Regions from separate parts of the Rattus norvegicus genome. Here region 1 is linked to region 2. A link is a contact called in public Hi-C data. All regions are on one chromosome and are shown on one strand. Each heading gives the region's core, a stretch centred on a gene start, on an enhancer-like site or on the middle of the called end of the contact. The rest is flanking DNA. Distances are from core to core; before and after follow the strand shown. Region 1 holds the start of Marchf2 (membrane associated ring-CH-type finger 2). Region 2 overlaps LOC102549242 (a long non-coding RNA gene).

Evidence for each region. A called contact is a pair of places that touch in the nucleus more often than the background predicts.
Region 1: a Hi-C map of psoas muscle shows a contact between it and region 2, with 1.9 times the contacts expected there. The contact joins the promoter of Marchf2 here to the enhancer-like site in region 2. A contact is called at or near these places in 2 of 12 Hi-C or Micro-C datasets (Schwann cells and psoas muscle).

What each region holds. Positions count from the first base shown.
Region 1 is chr7:15,206,783-15,212,865 of GRCr8, reverse strand. Marchf2 (membrane associated ring-CH-type finger 2) reads left to right here and starts at 3,008. Exons shown (of 5, transcript NM_001034108.1): 1 at 3,008-3,034.
Region 2 is chr7:15,010,457-15,016,426 of GRCr8, reverse strand. LOC102549242 (a long non-coding RNA gene) reads left to right here. Exons shown (of 4, transcript XR_010053580.1): 3 at 249-321. Among named protein-coding and RNA genes, the nearest start is that of Adamts10, 20 kb to the left of the region's middle. Within about 2 kb of position 3,651, at least 32 of the 93 cell types and tissues checked have an H3K27ac peak or open chromatin away from gene starts, as enhancers often do.

The DNA.
Region 1 (6,083 bases), core at 1,759-4,258, 200 kb before region 2:
TGAGTAAAATATCCTCTTTTATAATTTCTGGGTTTCAGGCTGTTGTTTGTTTGTTTGTTTGTTTTCTGCTGACATGAAGTCTCACTGGCTGTGTCAAGTAGGCTGGCCTACCTCACAGAATCTACAATTCGCAGAGATTTGCCTGTTTCTGTCTCTGAAGGCTGTGGTTAAAGGCCCGTGCCACCACACTCTACTTTTTAAACATTTTTATTTGATATTTTTAATTTACAGTTCAAATGGTATCCCCTTTCCCAGTTTCCTATCCATAACCTCCCCTCCCCGTCCCCCTGCTTCTATGAGGGTGTTCCCCTACCCATCCACCTACTCTTTCCTGCCTCCCCGCTCTGACATTCCCTTACCATGTTGGGTTGAGCCTTGGCAGCACCAAGGGTTTCTCCTCCCATTGGTGCCCAACAAGACCATCTTCTGCTACATATGCAGCTGGAACCATGGGTCTCTGTCTATGTGCACTCTTTGGATTATGGTTTAGTTCCCAGGAGCTCTGATTAGTTGGCATTGTTGTTCTTATGGGGTTGCAAGCCCCTTCAGCTCCTTCAATCCTTTCTGTGACTCCTCCAATGGGGACCTTGTTCTCGGTTCAATAGTTGGCTATAAGCATCTGCTTCTGTATTTGTCATGCTTTGGCAGAGCCTCTCAGGAGACAGCTAAATCAGGCTCCCGTCAGCATGCACCTCTTGGCATCAGCAATATTGTCTGGGTTTGGTGGCTGTATGTGTATGGGCTGGATTCCCAGGTGGGGCAGTCTCTGGATAGCCTTTCCTTTAGTCTTTGCTCCGAACTTTGTCTCCGTATTTCCTCCTATTAATATTTTTGCTCCCCCTTCTAATGAAGGACTTTGGTCTAGACTTCTTCTTGAGCTTCATGTGGTCTGTGGATTGTACCATTGGGTAATCTGAGCTTTTGAACTAATATCCACTTATCAGTGAGTGCATACCAAGTGTGTTTTTTTGTGAAAATATTCTCACTCAGGATATTTTCTAGTTCGCTCCATTTCCCTATGAATTTCATGAAGTCATTGTTTTTGATAGCTGAGTAGTATTCCATTGTGTAAATGCACCACATTTTCTGTATCTGTTTCTCTGTTGAGGGACATCTGAGTTCTTTCCAGCTTTTGGCTATTATAAATAAGGCTGCTATGAACATAGTGGAGCACGTGTCCTTGTTATATGTTGGGGCATCTTTTCAGTATATGCCCAGGAGCACGCCCAACTTTTTAACCTTTTTTTTACTGTTGCTGTGGAAATTGAACAAAAGCAACTCTACATTGTTTCCGATATATTCATACTCTGTTGGCAACTTAAAAAACATGTCACTAAAGCCAGGCACGGTGACTCACGCCGGCCGTGCCCACACTTAGAACTCGGAAGCAGGAGTTCAAGGTCATTCTTGGATGAATATACACTTCAAAGCCACACTGGACTTTATGAAACCCTCTACCGAAAAGCCAATCCAAACCATCATCACCTCAACCACCACCACCAACAAAATGAAGCTTAAGGTGCAGCTCTGTGGTGCACCTACCTTAGAGATCAGGCTTCTGCCTCTACCACAGGTACTGCAATAGAATAATAATTCACACTGATAAAGTGGGACTGTGGTGGCATAGGCCTGTAATCTTATGCTTGTGAGGGGGAGGCAGGACCTAGGTTACATAGTAAGACCCTGTCTCAAACAAACAAACAAACACAGTGATTAAAAACCGCTAATGTTTGTCTCACAATATTTATATTAGTTAATATGCCCCCAGGGTCTTTCACAAGCCTGGACTGTAATAATGCTTCTTCTTTTTTTTTTTTTTTTTTCTTTTCTTTTTTTCGGAGCTGGGAACCGAACCCAGGGCCTTGCACTTGCTAGTAATAATGCTTCTTACAGAATTTTGATCTTTTTTTGTTTTCCTTGATATAGTCGGCCTCACTTTCTGTGTAGTTGAGGATGTCCCTGAACCCCCTGAGTGCTGAGAATATAGGCATGAACCAAATCCAGGGCTTTGTGTACAACCCAGGGCAAGGCAAGTACTGAGTGTTGTATTAGGGCAGGATGTCTAGCTGAAACTAGTGCTGCATTGGCAATCAGCAAACCCCAGCCACCTTCCTGCCTACACCATCTAAAGCACTGAGGTCACAGGAGTGCCAGGCCACATTCAGCTCTTTTATGTGGATGCTGGAGATTTTAATACAGATCGTTATGTTTGCCAGGCAAGAGCGCTTGCCCACTGAGCCATCTCAACAGCTCTTTCTACCATGTGTTGCTCCATTTTTAGAATGTATCGCTTGCTTGAATGAGTGATGATGGCTTTAGTTTCCCCCACAGAACTGTAACCCCTTCGGGTTGATTTTCTTTTGCAAAATGTGATCATATCCTTTCTTCTTACCCTAGGATCGGGTAATGTGACAAATGTATCTCAGTTCCTACTGTTTGTGCCTAGCACGCAAGAAAAACTTGATTCCATTCTAGCTCCCCGATAGCACTGGGAAAGTTGAGGCCAGAAGATCTGAGGCTCAAGGTCATCCTTGGCTACAAAGTGGTTTTGAGGTTAGCCTGATCTACATTAAAAATGCCTTTTAAAAAAATGGAAAAAAAAAAAGAAGCGGAAAGAAGTTACTGGGCAAGCGTCAAGTTGTTTACTTAAGCGTGTCTTTGTTCTGCAGCAGGCTCTAGCGATCTGCTGGCAGAGTTGGGATGGGGGTGGAGCCGGGATGAGGCGGGGCCCATTCTGGGGGCGGAGCCAGAACGCGGCAGGGGCGGAGCCAGGAGCTGCTGGCCTGGACCGCCCAGGACGTCCCAATATTTTGAAGGCCCCACCTCCTTGGGCGGGAGGTGTACGCTGATTGGCAGATGGTGCTCAGAGGGAGTCTCCATTGGTTCGCTGTGCTGTCGGCTCGGCGGGCGGTGCCCGGACGCAGGTGCCCGCCGGAGCCGGAGCAAGCCGCTGCTGACGGGCCGGGCCGGGCCGGGACCCGGGCCAGGGAGAACCGAGGGGCCTGCGCGGCCGCCCGGCCCGGCCGCGGAACAGGTAGGCACCGAAGAGCGAGCGGGTCTGGCCCAAGTATGTAGGCAGGTCTCCCAGGTCTCGGGTTCGAGGCCCCGGCAGAGTACTCGGGCGAGACAGGGCTGCACCCTTGGCCTTATCCCTGCTCCGGACGCAGGCACCTCAGTTATTTATCATTTCGACGTTGGTGAGAGGTCTCCGGGCCTCGCCACGTAGTAGGAACCTCTGTGAGCCTCGACTTCCCCATCTATGAAAAGTGGGTCATCTCGGAGCCAACCTGATTTAGGAGATGGCTGATGAGAAAAGCGCCTGGTATACAGTAGGTGGTCAAAAGTGGCTAATGCCACTCTGAAACCCTCTTCATAACGGTTCTGTCTGGATAATTATTAACATTTTAAAGAGTTGGGAGCTTTACAAAAAGCTACTCAGTGCACTGTACTGAAAATGTTGTTTTTCAAACAGTAGTCAGGGACTGCCAAGATGGCTCAGCTGGTCAAGGTGCTTGTCTGAGTTCAATTTTGAGGTCAGTATGGTGAAAGAAAAACTGACAACAAAAAGTTGTCTTTTCAACTCCATAGGCACACCCACGTGCATATGCATAAATACACACAAAATAAATACAATTGAAAACACTTTAAAAAAAACTCTGTAGACAGAATTTATGTGGTTAGTGAGGGTGAAGTACTAAAAGTAATTCCTTCCATCTAGATGAGCAAATTGAAGTTCAGGGAAGTTAAAGCCGTTTCCCAAGGCCACACAACAAGTAAGAAGTAGAACTTCTGGAATTAGAACTTAGTTTGTGGACTGGGGGTGTAGCTCAGTACTTGCCTAGCATGCACTAGGCCCTGCTTTTACCAAAACACACACAAACACGCCCTAAAATAAGAAAGAGATGGATGAGGTCCAGAAAAGTAAATTAACTTGAACCAGAGCATACAATATCAGTGGCAGAGCCAGGTTAAAGTGCCTAGACCATGGAACTTGGTGGTACAGGCCTTTTATCTCAGCTACTCTGGAGGGTGAGGCAGGAAGACTTCAAGGCCTGGCTTGATTACTTTGTGCAGCTTTGGTTTTGTTTGGTTGTTTTATTTTTATTTTATTTTTGAGAAGGTCTTACTCCGTAGCCTTGGCTGCCCTGGGCCTCCTTATGGAAAATAGGCTGGCTTTGAATTCTTAGAGATCCCAATGCCTCTGCCTTCCAAGTGTTGGGACTAAACCTGTGTGCCACCATACCATTTTTTAAAATGTATGTGTGCCTCTGTGAATTTATGTCTATTATGTAAGAGCCCTCAGAGGCCAGAAGAGGGTGCTGGATCCTCTGGAACTGGAACAGGCAGTTGTGAGCCACCGCATGGGTACTAGGAACCAAACCTGGGTCCTTTGCAAGAGCAGTAAATAGTTTTATTTACTTGGCCATTTCTCTAACCCACAATTGTGTTTTTAACATTTGTCCATTTGTTTGTTTTGTTTATGTGTAGTTTGTGAGCCCTCACCCACTCTAGCATATGTAGAGATCAGAAGACAGTTTTGGGATTCAGTTCTCTACTCCTAATCAGATTTGGTGGTGGCATGCACCTTTACCCAAGGAACCATCTTACCAGCCTTTAAGAAAGAAAGAAAGAAAGAAAGAAAGAAAGAAAGAAAGAAAGAAAGAAAGAAAGGAAGGAAGAAAGAAACCCGGTATTAGGCTTGGTGGCACATGCCTGTAGTCAGTCTAAGCTCTCAGGAGAACAAAGCCGATGAGGCAGGATGCCTGCTGCATGATGGGTATAACCAGAATCACATAGTCATAAAGTCTATGTGACTCTAGGTGAAAAAGAAAGGGTGGAATGTAGCTCAGTGGCAGAGGTTTTATTTATTTGAGGGCCAGGTGTTACTTATATTACCTTTTCCTCAGACTCTATAGGCAACTTATGGTTGCTGAGGGAGGAAGAAGCATTTTCTTCAGTGATGAAACCACTGGTAAGGTGCCCACATGCTTGTCAATAAACCCTTACTCCTACTCCCTATTGGCATATCCCCTCCCCCTCCCAAAAAAACCCTAAATACATTAATCTAAAAAAGGAATCTCGGTGCAATGATACATTCCTGCAATCTTGGCACACAGGAGGCTGAAGCAGGAGAATCACTAAGAATTCAAGGCCAGTATGGATTATGTAATGAAGCACTGTCTCAAAAAACAGAGGAACAAAAACTAGGAGCTGGAATTGGTTAAGAATTCTTGCTGCTCTTGCAGAGAACCTGGGACCAGTTCCCAGAACTTACATGGTGGCTCACTGCCGTCTGTAACTCCAGTTTGAGGGAATGCGATTCCCTCTTCTGGTCCTTTCAAGCACTCACTGGACATATGTGCATGCAGGCAGAACACTCATACATGTAAAATGAAATTAATAAAACATGATAAAATTAATAGCAAATACAATTAAACAAGATAACAACAACAAAACCCCTAATGTCTCTTGAGGACCAGACAACTCACTGTCTAGTTTAAATCCTGGCACTGCCCCTTGCTAGCTGTGTGACCTTGAATAAATAGGCATCCCTTTCTGAAGTGTGGTCTCTTTTTCAATCATTGAGGCTAATTACTGGACCTGTGCCATAGTTTTGTTGTGAAGACCGGATGAAATCCATCCCAGTAGCCCTAGAACTTTTTCTCATTATAGAGACTGGCAGGACAGCCTCTGAGACTTATGTCTCCCAATCACTTACAGTGTCGGAATAAGAAATGAATGCAGCAATGCTACATGCAGTCACTCTGCGCTGGAACTAGGGCTAGGTGCTGGGGACAGCAGAAAAAAAATGTCCAGCAAGGTCCCTCTTTTCCAGAATTTATCGAAGAGCATGAAGATGGGTGTGGTAGGTCCATTAACAGAGAAAACATTTCAGAAGAGGACCCAATGCCATGAGTGAACTGTGTGGATGCCTGTGTCATTTTAGCTGGAGTGGTCCGAGAGAGGTTCTCCAGGAATGTGACCCTCGAAGGAGACACTTCAGAACAATTCCTTGGGTTTGAACTTAGGCAGATAGCTTGATGATCTACTATTTTATGTGTGTTGTTTATTTTTGAGACAGG
Region 2 (5,970 bases), core at 2,402-4,901:
CACACACACACACACACACACACACACACACAGTCCTGCAGTCCTGTAGCCCCATTTCCAGCATTCAGAACTTGGGACTTGTGATAATCATCTGGACTTTAAATGACTTAGATCTCACCACCTCTGGCACCATTCCCTGAATCGCACATAGCACATCTCCCCCTTTCCCCCTCAGTAGTAAATAAAATATTCTTTTAAATGTTACCTTTATTTTTATTTGTTTTGCATGTTCATCACACACACCACAGCAAGTCTGTCCGAGAACAACTGGAGTGAGCAGGTTCTCTCTTTTCCCCACATGGATCCCAGCTATCAACTCAGGTTGGTAAGTCTTACACTGTGGGAAGGGGAGCTTCAGACTAACACTAAGCAAGTCTAAAATACCAGAAAACGCATGCTTCAGCTCTGACCAGCATTTGAGAAAGACAGAGGAGAGAAAAATAAGAAAAAGGGGAAGCCATCTTATCATCTCCTTTATTGAAAGAGGAAAAAAATGGGGTAGGGGTGTTTTAGTTGCTGTTCCATTGCTGTGAAGAGATACCATGACCATGGCAACTCTTATAAAAGTAAGTATTTAATTTAAGTGCCAGAGGTTTAGTTTATTGTTATCATGGCATGCAGGCAGACATGGTGCTAGGGAAGCACAGGTTCTACATGTGGATCAGCAGGCATCAGGAAGAAGGAGACACTGGGGCTGGCTTGGGCTTTTGAGACCCCAAAGCCTACCTACCCCAACTGACATACTTCCCTCAGCAAGACCATACCTAATCTCTCTCAAATAGTGCCGTTCTCTAAAGACCAAGCATTCAAAAAAAAAAAAAAAAAAAAAGAGCCTACGGGAGTATTCCTGTTCAAACCACCACACTTAGCAACCTTCAAAAGCCACCAAAATCCAAAATTGTATATATAGTGACTGCTAAGACACAAGGGCAATCTCCTTTCAGAAGCCCTGTCTGTTGGAGGCATGGACCTGATTCCCCATTGTAGTATCCTGGACACCTGTTGAAGTATCCATTTTTTTTTTCTGTCCTGTGGCAAAGCACCAAATGGGGGCACATGGTTGAAAATAGAAATAGAGCCAGTTTATTAGGAAAGGAAAAGCATTCCTGAGAATGGGAGAGGCCTTGTGAGCCAAGAGAGCAACAGGCTCCAAAGTGCCAGGCCATAGGTGCATGGTGACCTTTATAGATGCACACAGGCCTCTGTTCCACAGTCTGTTACATTGAGCCCAGATGAGGAAGAACATCCAGATCTGCCAAGTGACTTTTTTTTCAAGACAGGGTTTCTCTGTGTAACCCTGGATGTCCTGGAACTTGCTCTGCAGACCAGGCTTGTGTCAAATCTATAGAGAATCCACCTGCCTCTGTCTCTCAAGTGCTGAGGTTAAAGTCACGAGCCAGCACTACCCACTGACTGACTACCCAGCTGCCAACTGACTTCTTAAGTTAAAAAAAAATTCTCTTTTTATATTTGTTTACTTTTTCTCTATGTGGGTACATAGATCACGGTGTATGTATGGAGGAAAACTTGGAGTTGGTTCTCTCCTTCCATTATATAAGACCAAAATCAATTCAAATCGTCAATATGGGCAGCAAATGCCTTTACCCATTGAATTATCTCTGAAGCCTTTGTGGGCTCTCTCTCGCCTCTAAAGAGCCATTTATTGACCACCTCTGTGTGAGGCCTAGCACGTTCAGGACCTAGTAAGTTCCTTTTGGGATGTGTAGAGCTCTGTCTGGTTCCCACTGACCTGAAGGCAAAGAACATTATCTGTTCTGCTGAAAGCCTTCAGTGAAGATTTCTCCTTTGCTGCATTCTGTCTGATTCATGTTTCCATCAGTGTGGTTTAAAATTACCTTGGTGCCCACAGTGGTGCCCACCTTCAATCCTAGCACCTGGGAGACAGAAGCAGATTAATATCTGTAAATTCAAGGTCAGCCTCTACAGAGGGAATTCTAGGCCAGCCAAGGCTACAGTGAGACCTCAAAAACAAAACAAATCCCAACACTCCTGATTCATGATTTCCTTCGTTTTACACTATAAGGATTTCATTAAACTGTTATAACATTAAAATATGGAATTCAGGGTAGTCTGGATATGCGGTCCCCATATCCAGGTTATGAATGTGAATAGGCACAATATGACTCCAGAATAAGCTGTCCTTTGTTCTCCTTGAGATTATCTGTGCAGTATGCTGGACGGTGGTAGCACCATCTACCTGTACGAGAACAGGGGTTGCAGTTTAGGCTTCAGTCCTTGGAGAGGTGACTCTTGGGAAATGAGGATGGTGCTTATACAGAGCCTGAGAGGGGGAGGTGGGAGCATTCTTGGTAGAGAAACAAAGAAGTGCAAAGCCCCCAGGGCAGGAATTTATTTGGCTGTTCAATGGCAATGGGACTGGAGAGATGGCTCAGTGGTTAGAAGCACCACTTTTGCAGAGGGCCCATTTTGGCTCCAGGGGTTCTGATGGCTCTGGCTTATGAGGACACACGGATACACACACACACACACACACACACACACACACACACACACACACACACACACACACAGAAACACAGAGAGGGGTGGATGTCAAAGGACAATTTTAAGAGTAGTTCTCTCCTTCCACAGGTGGGTTTAGGATGGAGCTCAGTTTGTCTTTCTTGTTGGCAAGTGTCTTTGCCTGTTGGGTCCCATGTCACAGGTCAGGAATCAAGTTCTTAACCCCTTAAGCTGTTATGTGAATAACTCCTGTGCAGAACTACCTTATAAAGACTGTAATATTCATATAAGGTAAGTTAGATAGCTCAGTGAATAAGGGAGCTTACTGTCAAACCTAACGATCTGAGTTTGATCCATGGCATCTAGAAGGTGGAGGGAGAGAGCCAACTTCCCTGTGCTGTCCTCTAACTTCCACACATGCACCGTGGCACGTGTATGTGCACGCACACAGGCACGCACACACACACACACACACACACTACATAAATAAAGAAGTGTAAAAAATGAAGTGATGGCTCACTGGCGTATACTGAGCGTGCATGAAATATTAGGTTATCATTATGTGTGGTAGACTTGTGTATTTTGGGGTGTGTCTGATGTGTAGCCAAGCCCAGGACTCAAGAAAGAATTTAACACTATTTAACCCCAACCCTCCCTGCTGGGTGTTCGAAAGGCTTGCTGAGGTTGTGACTTTCTGGCTGGAGACAGCTCTTTTGTATAGCAGATGTTACCCAGCCATCAAGCCAGGGTCAATTGGAGATTTGGCGCCTGCCTCTCTCCCACGGCCTGCCTGCGAGGGAGCCCAGTGCCCTCCCTGAGATGTCTGTGAATTCCCAGGGCCTCTGTTCTCATGGTTGCATCTTGGCTTAAGTCCCTGCCTGCTGCCTGCTCCTGGGGGCTGTCTTTGGCGGGGTGGGGGGAACCAGCCCAGTTTGTTCATTCTCCCCCAGACCAGCCTTGTTTATGCATCCAATTGCTTGCAGGTCCATAACTCCTCCAAAACACAGTGCCCTCCCTGACATCCCACCATTCCAAGGGTTCTGACATTGTTTAGCTTCCTCCAGTAAGATCTAGCCTGACAAAGAATTCCAGTGCTGGCAGGAAAAACTTGCACAGTTCTTGCATAACACAGCCAAGAGTGTTATGACTGGCTTAGAGCTAAACAGGCTGTTGAGAGATGGGGAAATCTCACTGAGGACACCCAAGGTCAATGGCTGTGTGAGGACACCGGACAGGCCTTTTCCTTGGCAAGCTGGCATAAGACCAAGTGAGGTTAGGAGTCCAGTCTGCAGGCGGCACAGGGGCTGGTACAGTACTAACATCAGGGCTTGCTCTCAGATTGAGGTAGTGACACAGGGAGACAAAGGGAGCAGTTAATCCCGGGTCAGTATCAAAAAATCATCTGTTAGTGGTTTTTTTTGGTGGTGGTGGTGCTGGTGAGCTGAAGGAGGAGGCACAAGTCCCTAGATGTTATCCTCAGCAGACTGAGATTTCATAGACTTCAGGGACTTTCACTCAGACCAAACTGAGATTTGTGGCTGCAAATCAGATAAGACTTTTGGGACTAGCCAGTTTATAAAGATTTGGGATTTAATTTAAATACATACAGTTACACACAGACAGACAGACAGACAGACAGACACACACACACACACACACACACACACACACACACACACGGGTTGGTGAGCTGGTTTAGTTGATAAAGTGTGCTTGTAGCCAAGCCTGACTTTCGAAGTTCAATTCCTGGGATGCACAAAAAGGTAGCAGGCAAGAACTAACTCTACAAACTGCCCCTGTTCCCTACACCTGCCTCTGTCCCTGTCTCTCTGACCCTCTCGTGCACACTGTAAAAATAACAAGTAAAAGTATACGTATAAAGATTTCATTTATTCCCTTGGGCTGGGAAGTTCAGGGTAGAGGGCAAGAATGCCAGCCATACCCAGTAATAGGAGATACCACTTCCTGTAACTGAGGGATGCTGGGAGGACCTGGCCTCCTGTTAAATAGGTACCTCAGGCACTCATCCCCTGGTCTGAAACCCAACACACAGCACGCATAGAGACTAGAGAACAACTTTCAAGAGTCGGTTGTCTCTTACCTCATGGGTTCCAGGAATTCAACTCAGGAACTTAGCTGATTCACCTTTACCAACCCAAGATTCCTAAATATAGCTGCACCCACGAGGCTTAAGAGGAAGAGAAACACCCAGAAAACAGACAATGTTGAGAGAAGGGGTGCGGCTATTCAAAGAGGAGTCAGGGAGCTTAAGACCCATCTACGGATGGGCATGAGCTCCTCGCTGGGGAATCTTAGCCCATCGTTGCTTTGTTTCAGCTTTGAGACAGATTTCTCACTAGCTACGCCTGGCCCAGAACTCACAGGGATTCACTTGCCTCTGCCTCCTGAGTGTTGGGATCAAAGGTGTGTGCCACCAAACCCCTCCACATTGAGAATCTGATGGCGATATCTTTAAAGGATTGCTATAGCTGGGTGGGCCTTAGGAGTCATCTGATAGGATCATAATTGATAAGGTAAAGTCTGGCTCCCAGGGATGTTTTTACTGCAAGCAAAATTGACAGGAATTTGGCTATTTATTTATTTATTTCTGTTTTTTAAACATTCTTAAGCAGTGTCCGGGGAAAGGAATGGGGCCCTGCCCAAGCTTGTATGTATTTAGGGATTGAGCTTGGCTTATTGTTATTTTAATATGGAATCTCTATGTATGAAAGCAATATCAACTCTGTGTCATCAGCCTTCACACCAAATATTTCACTGGGATTCTTTTTTCTCAAACTGATGTGAGGGGTCCATTTCCTTTGCTTTCTTATATCTCCATAATTTATAATTCTTCATTAAAAAAATCTTATTTTATTTGTATGGTTGTTTTGTCCTTGTGCAGGTCTGGTGCTCTGGGACTGGGTGGGGTTTCAGAGGGTCGTGAGCCTCCATTTGGAAACCGGGAGCTGACCCTGGGTACAGTGGAAGAGCAGGCAGCATTCTTAACTCTGAATTATGTCTCTAGCTCAGTCAGCAACCAGGCATCTTTCTAGCCAGTTCCCCAGGGACCTGGGAACAAGAAGACACATTGTTGCCCTCGCTGCCTGTCTTCTTGCACGTGCACGGTGGCCCCCATAAAAAGCTGAGTTTTTCCTCTCCCCACCCCTTCTTCCCCTTCTCCCCCCACAGGCATCCTCTGTCCCCCACCCTTTTAATTAAGCTCCCACCTGAGACCTGTTGTATGATATGATTTTATTGGACCCCACCACTTAGTTCTATCAGAGTTTACATAAGAATGAAGCATCGCTCAGGATGATATTCTCAAGTTTCTTCCGTTTGCTGCAACATTCATGATGTTTTTGTTTTTACTAGCTGAATAGTATTCCATTGTGTAGATATACCACATTTTCTGTATCCATTCTTTACTTGAGGGACATCTAGGTTTTGTTCAGTTTTTGGTTATTATGATTAAAGCTACTGTGAGCA